Linked DNA regions of Macaca mulatta: region 2 is linked to region 1. Evidence: chromatin contacts called from public Hi-C data. All regions are on one chromosome and are shown on one strand. Each heading gives the region's core, a stretch centred on a gene start, on an enhancer-like site or on the middle of the called end of the contact. The rest is flanking DNA. Distances are from core to core; before and after follow the strand shown.

The links. A called contact is a pair of places that touch in the nucleus more often than the background predicts.
Region 2: a Hi-C map of CD4 T cells shows a contact between it and region 1, with 9 times the contacts expected there. The contact joins the promoter of BTG1 here to the enhancer-like site in region 1. A contact is called at or near these places in 5 of 14 Hi-C or Micro-C datasets (CD4 T cells, fetal cortex germinal zone, fetal cortical plate and 2 more).

Annotation. Positions count from the first base shown.
Region 1 is chr11:98,876,665-98,883,197 of T2T-MMU8v2.0, reverse strand. No RefSeq gene overlaps it. Among named protein-coding and RNA genes, the nearest start is that of DCN, 240 kb to the right of the region's middle. Within about 2 kb of position 2,532, at least 10 of the 40 cell types and tissues checked have an H3K27ac peak or open chromatin away from gene starts, as enhancers often do. A contact at or near this core is called in CD4 T cells, where this site is marked.
Region 2 is chr11:99,469,520-99,476,046 of T2T-MMU8v2.0, reverse strand. It overlaps BTG1 (BTG anti-proliferation factor 1), which reads left to right and starts at 4,333. Exons shown (of 2, transcript NM_001266672.1): 1 at 4,333-4,748; 2 at 5,689-6,527. The coding sequence starts at 4,601. The coding sequence ends at 6,056. LOC144332708 reads left to right here and starts at 1,717. Exons shown (of 2, transcript XM_077953222.1): 1 at 1,717-2,544; 2 at 3,567-4,238. The coding sequence starts at 2,436. The coding sequence ends at 3,805.

The sequences.
Region 1 (6,533 bases), core at 1,283-3,782:
TTCAGCACATAAAGTTTAAAAAAGAAAGATGTTATAGAATATAATAATATATTTCCATTTGTATTTTAAAAGCCTAAAAATTATTTATGAAACTATTTGCAAGAAGTTGGGATTAGGCAGAAGTTTGGAAAACTTTTTCTTTCTCTGTACAGTTTACATAAAAATATTTTCATAAAGAATATACATGGTAAAATTTCTTAAGGTGGAAACTATATCTTTCATTTCTGAACTCCAGTACCTTAATTTCCCTCTCAAAGACATCCACAGTTTATAGTTCATCACTTTTGTAAGATTTTGCTAGGCAATATGTACATATATATATATATATATATATATATAAAATATATGTATTGTTTGTTTTCAGTAGGTGTGTTCTATAGTCTTCATGAACACTGAATTAGTCACTACTGTACCATTGCCCCAATGGGAAATACAGAGGTAGGTTTCTGAAAGCCTTTGGTCACAACAGTGTCATCATCTGATCCATACGTAATCTTGTTGTGTGTGTGTTTGTGTTTGAAGGCATCTTATTTATGATTCATTAACGTTAAACTCACAGCCACTGTAGCTCATACCCAAAGTTTATCACACATGTTTTCACGATAAGGCACATCACAGCCTTCTTGTGCTTAGGAACAGTAGACAGCACTTCGGCACTATGCTTGGGGGAAATTTTAAACAGTAAAATCACTAGCAAAAAAGCCCCAAAATTAGACGCATTTGGCACTAAATAGACCATGAAAAGGACACTTGTTTATACTATGGAAGCTGAAATAAGAAGGCAGAGCATTGCCTTCTTTAACCTAGAAAGTTCTGCAAGTATTGATTTTGGAGTTATTAATACAAATATATTTTAGCAAGTAGAAGAACCCATGAATAATGAGGATCAACTGTATATATATGTATGTATTTATATGTATGTGTGTATGCATATATATATTCTTTTAACCATACACTAGCAATATATTACATGCACTACTCTGACAGTTGCTTTACAGTATTGCTCAGCAGACTCTGAAGTCAGACTGTAGGATCAAAACCTGTCATTATCCTTTACTAGCTGTGTTACCTTGGTCAGGTTACCTAACTTTCCTGTGCTTCTCTTTAGTCTTCTATAATACAGGACTTATAAGGGTATTTACTTAATGGAGTTGTCTTGAGGATCAAATTAGTTGCTACACAAAACGCATTTAGAATATATCTGACACATCATAAACACTATGTATTTGCTGCATCATCATTTAAGGTATTTGGAGAATATTCCTTTTTGGCCTATATAGCACATTCTCACTCTTTTTGAAAACAACATTGTGTTACATCATATGGATACATCATAATTTTTAAACCTGGTGCCCACAGAGTGCATTTAGAGAGCTTTGTATCTTTTGCTTCAATCATCTAACACATTTCATGTACACATGTGGAAATCTACCTGTAGGCAAAGGGGTTGTGCAGTTTTGATTTTATATTACCACATTTCCCACGGATTTATTATAATAATCATGTATAATTTTAAAAACTATTTACTTTCAATACAAAGAGAGAAAAGAATGACTCTTATCTTTTGCTCAAATGCAGATTTTTTTTGCAATATATTGAATAAATAATCACATTTACCATGTAAATGATTACAGTGACATTTAATGCTACCCATTTTTTAGGTTTATTAAACACCAAAATGTTTACAAATATTTTGCAGACTTTATATAAATTATCTCTAAGCTTGCCAGTCCAGAATATTCTATCAGTCCAGTAAGAATATATCATCTCAGTTAAGTAGGAGTAAACCTATCATTTCCTCTACTTGATACTTCTCTTTATGTTAGCAACTGCCCAATAATTTCACTTATTACATTGTGTAAAAAATGAAATAGAAAGCAAAATAACTGATGTACCCCGTACTTTAAAGGCACTAGTATTAGCTGTAGAAACTTGAGAAAAATACCAAATCTTGCTCAAAAAGGATTATTTTTAATACAAAGAGCACTAATAACTTCCACAAAACAACTCTAACATTAAGTACATTAAGTAGTCTTCCGCTTTCTTCAATACTTCCGCCTTGCTGACGTTTGCCTGCCTTCCAAATCACTGAAGGAAGGGCATGATTGAGTTTTTGCTTCCTTTCACAACTTCTTCAGAGCAGATTACGTTTCACTTCTTTTATTTCCTTAATTGTTTCTTTTGGAACATTCATTAATCTCTTTACAGGCAATCACAAAGGTATCAGGAATTCTGATTACGCGCTGTGGTAACAATAACCACAAAGGACTGAGCTGAGGTACATTTTCAACAAGGGGAGGATGTCTTTGGAAGCTCTCTATGGGATTGAAAAAAAGGTTCTAGAAAATAGCATGAGTCACTCTTATTAAGGGAGTCAGGGAGGAGAACAGCTGTGCAAAATTAGTACCAGTATCTTCCTACCTTTCATTTTAAACTTTTCAAAAGATTTTTTCTGGTCACTTCCTCCTGAGAAGGGCAACCTAATCAGACATAATCTTTGCTTTTAGAGGTTACCATGGTGACTGGCCAGGACAGACTGTCTTCTCTCGGCATCATAAACACACATTTTCTATGGTGCTAAATAAGCCTGTATACCATCAGAGCCTTTCTTTGAGTGATAAAACAAATAGGGAACATTGAAATGGTTCACAGCAATCAGAAATGATATTTTCCCATATTGATTTTTTTTCTTTCTTTTTGCCCTTTCTCTATCTGTGCCATGTCTCTTTGAAGTATACATCAAGGCACAATACTTATTGCAGGAAGCAAAATCAAGTGAATCTTTTTTTTTTTTTTTCATGTGGACTAAGATAGTCAAAGATTTTCCTTACCACTTATGTTCTGCCAAGTGAAAGAATTTCACTCACCAAGGTTGACAGACAACAGAGACTCATACACAATCAGAAGACAGTACTGTGACTGAGTATGAGAGCAATCACTAATTTGTGAGAAGTGGGGCAGAGAGAACAGTGCATACTAATTTTTTAGCTTCTTGAACAGACTTTATTTTTTAGAGCACTTTTAGTTTCATAACAAAATTGAGTAGAAAGTACAGAGTTCCCTTATACCCCATTCACTTACAGTCTCCTGAACCATCAACATCCCCCACCAGAGTATTACATTTGTTACAATTGGTGAGCCTGCATTAATACATCATTATCACCCAAAGTCCATAGTTTACATTAGGGTTCAAGCTTGGTGCACATTTTATGGGTTTGGACAAATGTATGACGTTTCTATCCTTATAGCGTTATAAAGAATAGTCTCACAGCCCTAAACATTGTATTCTGTGTATTCATTCCACCCTCCCCACCCTAACCTGTGGCAAGCACTGATTTTTTTTATTTTTTTTATTTTTTTTATTTTACTGTCTCCATGGTTTTGTCTTTCCAGAATGCCGTAGAGTTGGAATCATACAATATGTAGCCTTTTCAGATTGACTTCTTTCACTTTGTAATATACACTTAAGGTTTTCACATTTTTAAAGGAAATCTCGTGTTCCTTTTCTGTCATGTGACCATTTCATTTTCCAAAGGCTTTTGACCAAAGCGTAGTTAGCAGAAAATGCCAAGCACCAACTTCTTCAAAATTTGAAATCAATTTTTCAGGTGGGGCTGAAAAAAGAGCTAATGGAAACACACACAAAAAAAAATACAGAGAGGAACAAACCCATACTACCACAACCACCAGAAGACAAGATGGCAAGGGAAAGACTGACCTAGATTCTGAACTGCATAAGCTTTAGAAAAGCAGATAACAACTGATGGATGGGGTGAGATGGGAGCAAGGGGGACATCTAACAGTAAGTGAAGATGTATGAGAAGAATCCTTTAGCAAAAAACTACATTTAAGCTCTGGACTCTCCAAAGCACACAAATGCTGTTATGCAGGAGTTGAAGAACCAGAATAATCCTCTGCACCCCAACTCCAAATTACCCAGAGAGCAAAAGAAATGCCCAGAGAGTTGTTAATATTCTCTTTGCTGGTAGACTACGACTCAATGCTGGTTGGAAGTATTCTTCAATTACCTGATTTAAATTAATTGCCTTCTCAGTACAGTCAGAGATTTTTGTTTATGACTCTTGTGAGCTGATTAATCATTTCAGGTTTTGCATTACTGTTATTTATGTTCTAGTCTTTCTTCTTCACCAGACTGCAAATTCCTTTAGGACAAGCATCTTATTTTCCTTCAACTTTGTGTTATGCAAAGTACATTACAAACAGGAAAAGTTCAGTAAGCATTGGTTAAATCAAACTGAGCTTGAGTTGGTAGGTGTATGATAGGAGTCCTCCTCCCAACAAAAGGACATTTATGGATGCCAAAGTTCTTTACGAATTTTATTATAGTCCAGTAAAACGGATGGCTATGATAGATAAAAACATGGTGAGCAAACATTTTGAGATACACTCCTTTTCTTACCCCCAACCCCCTATGAGTCTTTCTGAGTTTTGGTTTAAAAAAAAATATCTGAACACTTGGAAGAAGGAATTTGAAAGAATAGATGGGTTATTTTGCAATAAACTAGTACACAAAACAACACCCCCCAACACACACACACACACACACACACACACACACACACACATACAGCAAATATCCTTATAAAGAGAACTCTGGGTTGGGGTGGGTGGGGGAGAAATGAGAAATGAAATAGAGCGGTCTATGTGTCCCAAATGCAGAGGAAAAACTGTACATTGCAAGACAACAAAGCCCAAGGAAAAATTGGCCATGAGGCCCATAAGGTAGCTCCCTGTATGGCAATATGGAAAAGGATTTTTATGCCTGAATAGTAGCTCATAATAGCAGAGAATCTCTGAATCTGAAGGAAACCAAGCAGATGGAGATAATGGATGTTCCAGAGAAGATCAGTGTGCCCAACTGACTAGATTGCAGATTGCTTCCCCTTCCCCCACTTGTATTCCCCAACCACATTGCCTTGCGAAAGATTCTGGAAGGGAAGCTGGATGAACCACAGGAAAGAAATCCTCAAAGCTTATGAGATCAAGGTTTCCATCAGTGGTAGCATAGGGGCCCTGTGTAAGAAATTAAGTTGAATTACAGAAAATAAACCAAGTTTCATTACTTCAACAATTATATTTGTGAACTGAAATTCATACTTATTTCAGAATTTAGGGGCAGAAATAAGCTCCCACTCTTTAATCTCAATACCTCTAAAATAGAAGAGGGGCAGAGGTAGTTGGGCCAACAGCTTACTGTGAAATAAAAAGAGAAATAATTTGGCAAAATGTCCTAATTGTCCCATTTCTCCTGCTGAAACTCTCAAGTCAATAGAATTTAGTTTATCAGTGTCAAAATATGTCCCCAGTTGGAATGAGGTAAAATTGTGTAAGACAAATAAAAATGAATTCTGAATACTCTAATTTGCACATTCATATTTACTTGTGAGAGTTGGTATTTTACAGGAGACAGTTGCTACTTCAATGCAAGTGTTGAGGCCATTATCATAAAAGCCTGAAGTTCAAAGGCACAGTCATGACATTGTTTTCTGAGCAACTGCTGCGTCATTCCTTCCATGACTAGACATCAGGATAAGAATATAAGCACCACCATTTGGCTATGATTTTCTCTCTTGGTACCTTTTCCTAAAGACCCAAGAGACTCATACAATAAACAAAGAAATTACAAATCCTCTACGTTGTCTTCAGGCACCTTAGCTCAAGCTAACCTCACATTTACTCTCCTCCTGTCTCTTATTTAATAAAGAGTATGATGAACAATCATGATCCTAACACATACAAATATGCATATACACACAATATTACATATAATATAGACATATTCATATGAATTTATATCCATATATATGTAATCAGAGGAAGGAATACTCCTTCTCCTGTAACAATCCTCCTCCTGTGCTTTCTCTGATCTCCTTCACTCTAACACACATGCTTTATCATGGCAAATGAAGCCATCCCTTATCTCCTTTCCTGGCAGATTTTCTGACCCAGCCATCTCTTTTTACTGTGTGCTGCAATTGTGGTGAGGAACTTCCGTTCCCTAATCATACCGTGTGGTTTCACCTTTTTATATGCAGCTCACTTTACCTGCAGTTCCTTACATCTACTCCATAGCAGCTCTGATGAACACCTACAACTCAGAAAGGTGAATTAAAGCATCTGCTCTATGCATCCCTTACACTCTACTTCCCCCCACCTGCCAGGTAGAATGGTCCACTTGCCCTTTGTGTCGCACTGCACCATACACATGATTCATTTATTCATTCGTCAAACACTTATTAAATATTTGTTGTGTGCCAGATGCTGTGTGAGGTGCTTTCATACTGAGGAAGGAGGTTGATGCTCTTCACAGCCATGCACACTAGTTGCAGCTGTAGTTTAGGTGTGTGTTCTCACTCAATTACATTGAGGATCATTGCAGACTGATACTGTATCTTATTCATTGTTGTGTCCCAAGCACCACATATAGGGCCTGAGACCTAGTAGGTGTTAAATAAGTATGCTGAATTCAAAATTTCCTCTTGTCATAAATGATAAAGTAGAATCCCTTAAAA
Region 2 (6,527 bases), core at 3,084-5,583, 590 kb before region 1:
AAGGTCATTTTTAGGAGAGCCAGTATCAGGAACTCCCTTGAAAACCCTACCAGGTATTTAGAGCTCAAATTTTGTAGTCCACGACTGAGAGTTCAAATCTGGTTGTAAAACCTTGGGTAAATAACTTATTTTCTTTAAGAGTGTATTCTCATATGTTAAATGCTGTCAACTGTACTCACTTGATTGAGTTTCTTAGAGAGTTAAATGAGAAAGCATGGCAGGGTGCGGTGGCTCATGCCTGTAATTCCAGCACTTTGGGAGGCTGAGGTGAGTGAATCGCTTGAGCCCAGGAGTTTACAACCAACCTAGGCAACATGGTGAAACCCCGTCTCTACCAAAAAATACAAAAATTAGCCAGGCGTGGTGGCACGCGCCTGTAGCCCCAGCCACTCAAGAAGCTGAGTGGAAAGATGAGCTTGAGCCCAGGAGGCGGAGGTTGCAGTGAGCTGTGATCGCACCACCACACTCCAGCCTGGGCAACAGAGTGAGTCTCAAAAAAAAAAAAAACAAAAAAAACAAACCAAAAAAAGCATGTAAAACACTTAGCGCTGATGCATTGTTAATGATAAAATGATAATAACCTGCATTATTACTTTTGTTGTTAAGCAACGCTTCACTCCTTTTTCCTCCCACTCTCCAAACAATCTGAATAGCTTCCACAAGAAGAAACTGAGTTTTGTCTAAAATCATTATGTGTCACCCTCTGATTGCAAGTTCTTTTGTGTTTTCTGAATCGCAGTAGATCTAAACCCAGTGCAAATGTCTTAGCTTGTGTCCTTGGATACTTACGCAAGCAAAGCAAGTCAGGTGTTAGCGGGGAGGCAATTAAAAGTGGTCTCCTCCTTTCTGTGGGTAACCAAAAAATAGATAAATAAGAGGCATAGGTCTCTAGTTGAAGACATAAACCCACAAGAAAAGCTAAATTATTTAAAGATAAATAAAGCTGATCATATAATCTGCCTGCTAAAAATACTCTCAAGTACCCTATGCCTGCCTCCATTTACCAGTTTTTTCAACAATACTTATCCTCCTTGGTTTATACCTTTATGATATTTCAAGATCAGGCCCTTTCCTTTCCTCCAAGGAGAACTAATCTTGGATCACTTTCATTGGCTTAGCTGAGATTGTTCACTTTCGGGGCTTTCTTATTTTTCCTCTGCCCCGAAACACACAAATAAATAAATGCCCTGTTTCTACTTGCCATCAACACTCCATCAAGAACTCTCTCACTTGACTTTTTACTTATTGGTTGTGAGTTTTCTAGATACCTAGCACTCTATCTGGAAGTTGGTGCATAATAGGCACAACTTTAGTGACTGCAGCTAGCTGACTAGCAACAGGCAGGTTGCCTCTGGCTTGGTCTGGAAGGCCCTGGCCCTGAATGTGCCTTCAGGGAAAGGGCGGGTCCAACTGGGGAAACAATATCTAATAGTTGTGCTTTTATTTGTCGACTTATTTTAAAACCCAGGCTCATTTTTTTGAATTTGTTTTGACAGCATTCCTAAGATTTTTAATACTTTGATTAGAAATGTTCTAAGTTTTAGAAATTAATTAGACAGGCCTGGCGTGGTGGCCCACGCCTGTAATCCCTAAACTTTGGGAGGCCGAGGCGGGTGGCTCACCTGAGATCAGGAGTTTGAGACCAGTCTGGCCAACATGGTGAAACACCATCTCTGCTAAAAATACAAAATTTAACCAGGTGTGGTGGTGCATGCCTGTAATCTCAGCTACTCAGGAGGCTAAGGCAGGAGAATCACTTGAACCCGGGAGTCGGTGGCTGCAGTGAGCTAAGATCGTGCCACTGCACTCCAGCCTGGGTGACTGAGTGAGACTGTGTCTCAAAAAAAAAAAAAAAAAAAAATTTCATAAATTACTATCAAATTGCATGATAATAACACAGTACTTGGGAGAGCCTTGGTAAACTTAGCATAACACAGAAAGCACCTTTATAATTCAAAAAGTGTCAAGAAATACCTGCTTGTTTCCCAGATGGGAAGGGCCTGACAAAACTTCCAGAAAATGTGACTAAACGTATATATGTCAGGAATTGAAAACTATTAGCAATTAACATTCTGCACCATCTAAGACTTGTGTTTAAGACTAATGTTTATTTCCAGTTTTTTTTCCTGAGTACTCTCTAGATTTCCCAGGTTAAAAATTGCTATAGTTTCTCAAATCAATTTGTCTCCTAATGGGATGATTTAAGGTGGGAAACACACATATACAATAAAAAAAAACTCAGGGCGGGAAGTAACTCTCCCTGAGTCTGTGGATTAAACTTTCTGTTAACCCTGTTCAACTGGTTTTATAAGGCTTTCAGAAGGGGTCCTGCTGCTGCTAGTGCAGGCAGTTAAAAATAGTGTGGAGAACAAGGGCTTGGGGGAAGTCTGAGTCCAATCCTAGCATTTTGTTGATTTAATATTTCTGTGTTTTAGATGAGTCAATTTAAGCACATGACCGAGAGGCCAAGTTGGAGACCAGGTTTGGAAGAGAAAAACTTTTACTTGACTTCTAATTTGTACTCAGTGACACATGAACGACAATGTAAGTGAACGCAGGGAACTAAGGATGGGTCAGGTTAGGTGGGAGACCAGGAGTTCTTATTCTAATGTTACAGTAATTTCATGAATTTTCTTTTGCTTCTCTATCTTCTTTTTGAGTTGTAAAAGAGGTTTCATGCCTTCAGTGAAATTGTTATTATTTTTAAGCATAGTTCTATCTGAAAAGTTCTAGAAGAAAAAACCCACTATCTTTAATTTTTTCACACGTAACTATTTAGTTATGTGTCCTAATGAAAAAATCTAGAAGTTATTTTTTCAAATCGAGTTTTACATATTTTTAAACAATAAAACGTTTTATCCTGTTTTATAATGTCATATTTTTGCTTCATTTCTATATCCTTTAGCTCAGTATTAAAAAGAAAAAAAAAAACTCAAAGTGGTGTGTTTTGCAATATTGATGACCAACTAAGGTCGGGATATTTATTTCCATCTGGTAGAGTTCAACTTCTGCCTCCTGTTTGCTTTCTCCATCTGCCTGCCTCCCTTCATCTTTTTTTTCTCTTTTCCCCCTTCTCCTTAATGGAGTTGGGGTTAACCCTGTCCTAGGCCTAATCATTTTAGCAGGCTCCCGCCTTCCTGCTACACTGGTTTCTAAGTTTTTTTTTTTTTTTTTGGTAGGGTTTCAAATAAACTTAAAATGTCTACACTTAATACTTTCACAAGCTTCAAATTCTTTTTATTTTATTTTTATAAAGAGCAGGACTCAGGCTAGGAGGGCATTTGGACTAGGTAAAAAAGAAAAATCTTTGGTTTTGTGTACACAAATTTTAAAATACATTGTACAGATTTTTTTTTTTTTTTTTTTGGATACAGACCACTCTTTACAGGATCTGCGTTATTATATTTGCCTTCAGTAACTGGCTCTCCTGTCCGCATCCAGTAAGGTTTCCACTCTTCTCTTCATTGACTGGTGAAGTTACTGAAACAGCAACCACAAATGGCCTTACTAACCTACTTATTTTGCAATTACACTTTTACAAAGATATCCCACTACTCTTCCCCTAGGGTGGAGCAGAAACGGCTCCGCGGCGTTGGCAGCTCGTTTGCGAGGGACCCTGGCTCCCCGAGGCTGCAGTCTTTTTCCCTGGACTGAACGCCCCGCGGGACCGTTCCCTCCACTTTCCCCCGCACTCGCGGAGCGCACCGCCAGCACACACAGCGCTGGAGCCCGCATCGCCCGGCACCACACGCGCCTCCGGCTTGAGGAGCCAGTCACCGAGATCCGGAGCGGGAACGAGATGTAAACACGGAGTGGGAACATGCAGCCCGATCTGAGAAGGCGGCGCGAGAGTAGACACAGCCTGCGCCAGGCGGCTCTTATTTATCCAGCACTTACACTCCAGGGCAAGCGGGCCCAGGCAGCGCACTCTTGCAGAAGGATGCACTGGCGCAGAGCCTGGACCTGCTGAAGCGGGAAGGCGGAGCTAGGGCTGGGGGCGGAGCTTTCACACGCGCACCCTCGCTTCCCTCCGTCCTTCGACACAGCAACTGGGTCTCCAGCCGCCACTCCGGGTTTATTTGTTTACAAGCGGATTACGTCAGCTCCTCCCTCTCTTCCCTGTCTCTGGACCCGCCTCCTGGACTCTTTTCCCGCCCCTTTCGGCCCCGAACCGGCTTGCGTCACAATGGTGCGATATTCGGATTGGCTGGGGTCGGCCGTCACGCTCCAGCTACGCCACTTCCTTTTCGTGGCACTATAAAGGGTGCTGCACGGCGCCTGCATCTCTTCGCCCCTTGGAGCTGGAAATGCGATTCTTGAGATATTCGGATGCTGGGGAGCTGGAGGCGGAGGCGGCTGGGGAGGTCCGAGCGATGTGACCAGGCCGCCATCGCTCGTCTGTTCTTCTCTCCTGCCGCCTCCTGTCTCGAAAATAACTTTTTTAGTCTAAAGAAAGAAAAAAAAAAGTAGCCGTCTGCCCCTCACGCCCTCTCTTCCTCTCAGCCTTCTGCCCGGTGAGGAAGCCCGGGGTGGCCGCTCCGCCGTCGGGGCCGCGCCGCCGAGCCCCGGCCGCCCCGGGCCGTCCCCGCACGCCGCCCCCATGCATCCCTTCTACACCCGGGCCGCCACCATGATAGGCGAGATCGCCGCCGCCGTGTCCTTCATCTCCAAGTTCCTCCGTACCAAGGGGCTCACGAGCGAGCGACAGCTGCAGACCTTCAGCCAGAGCCTGCAGGAGCTGCTGGCAGGTGAGCAGGGCGAGGGCGTCGGAGGGACGCGGGCCCCACATCCCTGGGTCAGAGTCCGGCCGTCGGGGCTGCGGGAACCTCGGCAGCGCCCCGGGGCCGGTCGCGCTTGGGCCCCACCGCGGGACCGGTGTGGTCGCGCTGGGTGGCCGCTAACAGCGGCTCCCCGCGAGGCTTTGGGGGCTGGACGGAGGGCGCCCCCTCCCCCCAGTTGGCAAAACGGAGTGGAGAAGAAAACACGCACAACAAAGAAACTTAAACCCACCGAGGCGGGAGCTGCGGTCCGTGGACCGTCGGCGGATTTGGGGACAAAGGAGCCGCGGGGCTGGGGTGGGTTCGACGCCCCCTTCCCTCAGTCCTCTCCAACCGTTGCGTGGTCGGCGGCCCAGCCCCGGGGTGGGAAGCCGCGCCACTGCTCCGGAGCCAGCTCAGAACGGACGTGCAGTCTCCCCGCGCCTCCTGCTCCTGCCCATTAATCATCGGATTTGTCACCGGCACAATTACAGCCCTTCCCAGAGCGTGGTTTAGGGTTGCTTGTTTTTCTTCCCTTCGGGGTTAACAGTCCGATGGCGCTTCTCATCTCCAAAGCCACCAACTCCATTGTGTGCATCTGGGGTGGGGTGGAGAAAGTAAACAGTTTCTCGCCTGGCCATAGGTGCCACTGGCTTCCCGGCTGGCCGAGGCTGCGCGCCTGATTCCTGTTTTGGCGGCTCAACCAGTTGGTTCCTGGAGATTGTTTTGTCCCGTACTACTGCGTTATTTCTAAAACCCTGCCCGCTTTTTCTCCATCCCCGCACATACACAACAACGGATGCAATCCTGGACATTTTAAAAAGTTGATAGTTTTCATTTTCGCTCCTCAAGGGATCCTGGGGTAGGAGGAAATCACACTGGGAGCTAACGATCCTAATTGTTGTTTCTCTGTTCTTCTTTTTTTCTATAGAACATTATAAACATCACTGGTTCCCAGAAAAGCCATGCAAGGGATCGGGTTACCGTTGTATTCGCATCAACCATAAAATGGATCCTCTGATTGGACAGGCAGCACAGCGGATTGGACTGAGCAGTCAGGAGCTGTTCAGGCTTCTCCCAAGTGAACTCACACTCTGGGTTGACCCCTACGAAGTGTCCTACAGAATTGGAGAGGATGGCTCCATCTGTGTGCTGTATGAAGCCTCACCAGCAGGAGGTAGCACTCAAAACAGCACCAACGTGCAAATGGTAGACAGCCGAATCAGCTGTAAGGAGGAACTTCTCTTGGGCAGAACGAGCCCTTCCAAAAACTACAATATGATGACTGTATCAGGTTAAGATATAGTCTGTGGATGGATCATCTTATAATGATGGATAAATTTGATTTTTGCTTTGGGTGGGCTCCTCTTGGGGATGGATTATGGAATTTAAACCATGTCACAGCTGTGAAGATCTGGCACAAGATAGAATGGTAAAAAAAAAATTTTTTAAGTGACAGTGCCATAGTTTGGACAGTACCTTTCAATGATTAATTTTAATAGCCTGTGAGTCCAAGTAAATGATCACTTTATTTGCTAGGGAGGGAAGTCCTTAGGGTGGTTTCAGTTTCTCCCAGACACACCTGAATTTTTACATCAGTCCCTTTAAAGAAAATCTGTATTTCAAAGAACCTTTCTCTGCAGTAAATCTCGCAGAGGAATTTGCACTATTACACTTGAAAATTGTTACTGTTAACCTTTTTGGCAGCTCAATAGGAAAGCTGAACGTTTTAAACATGGTAGTACTGGAAATTTTACAAGACTTTTACCT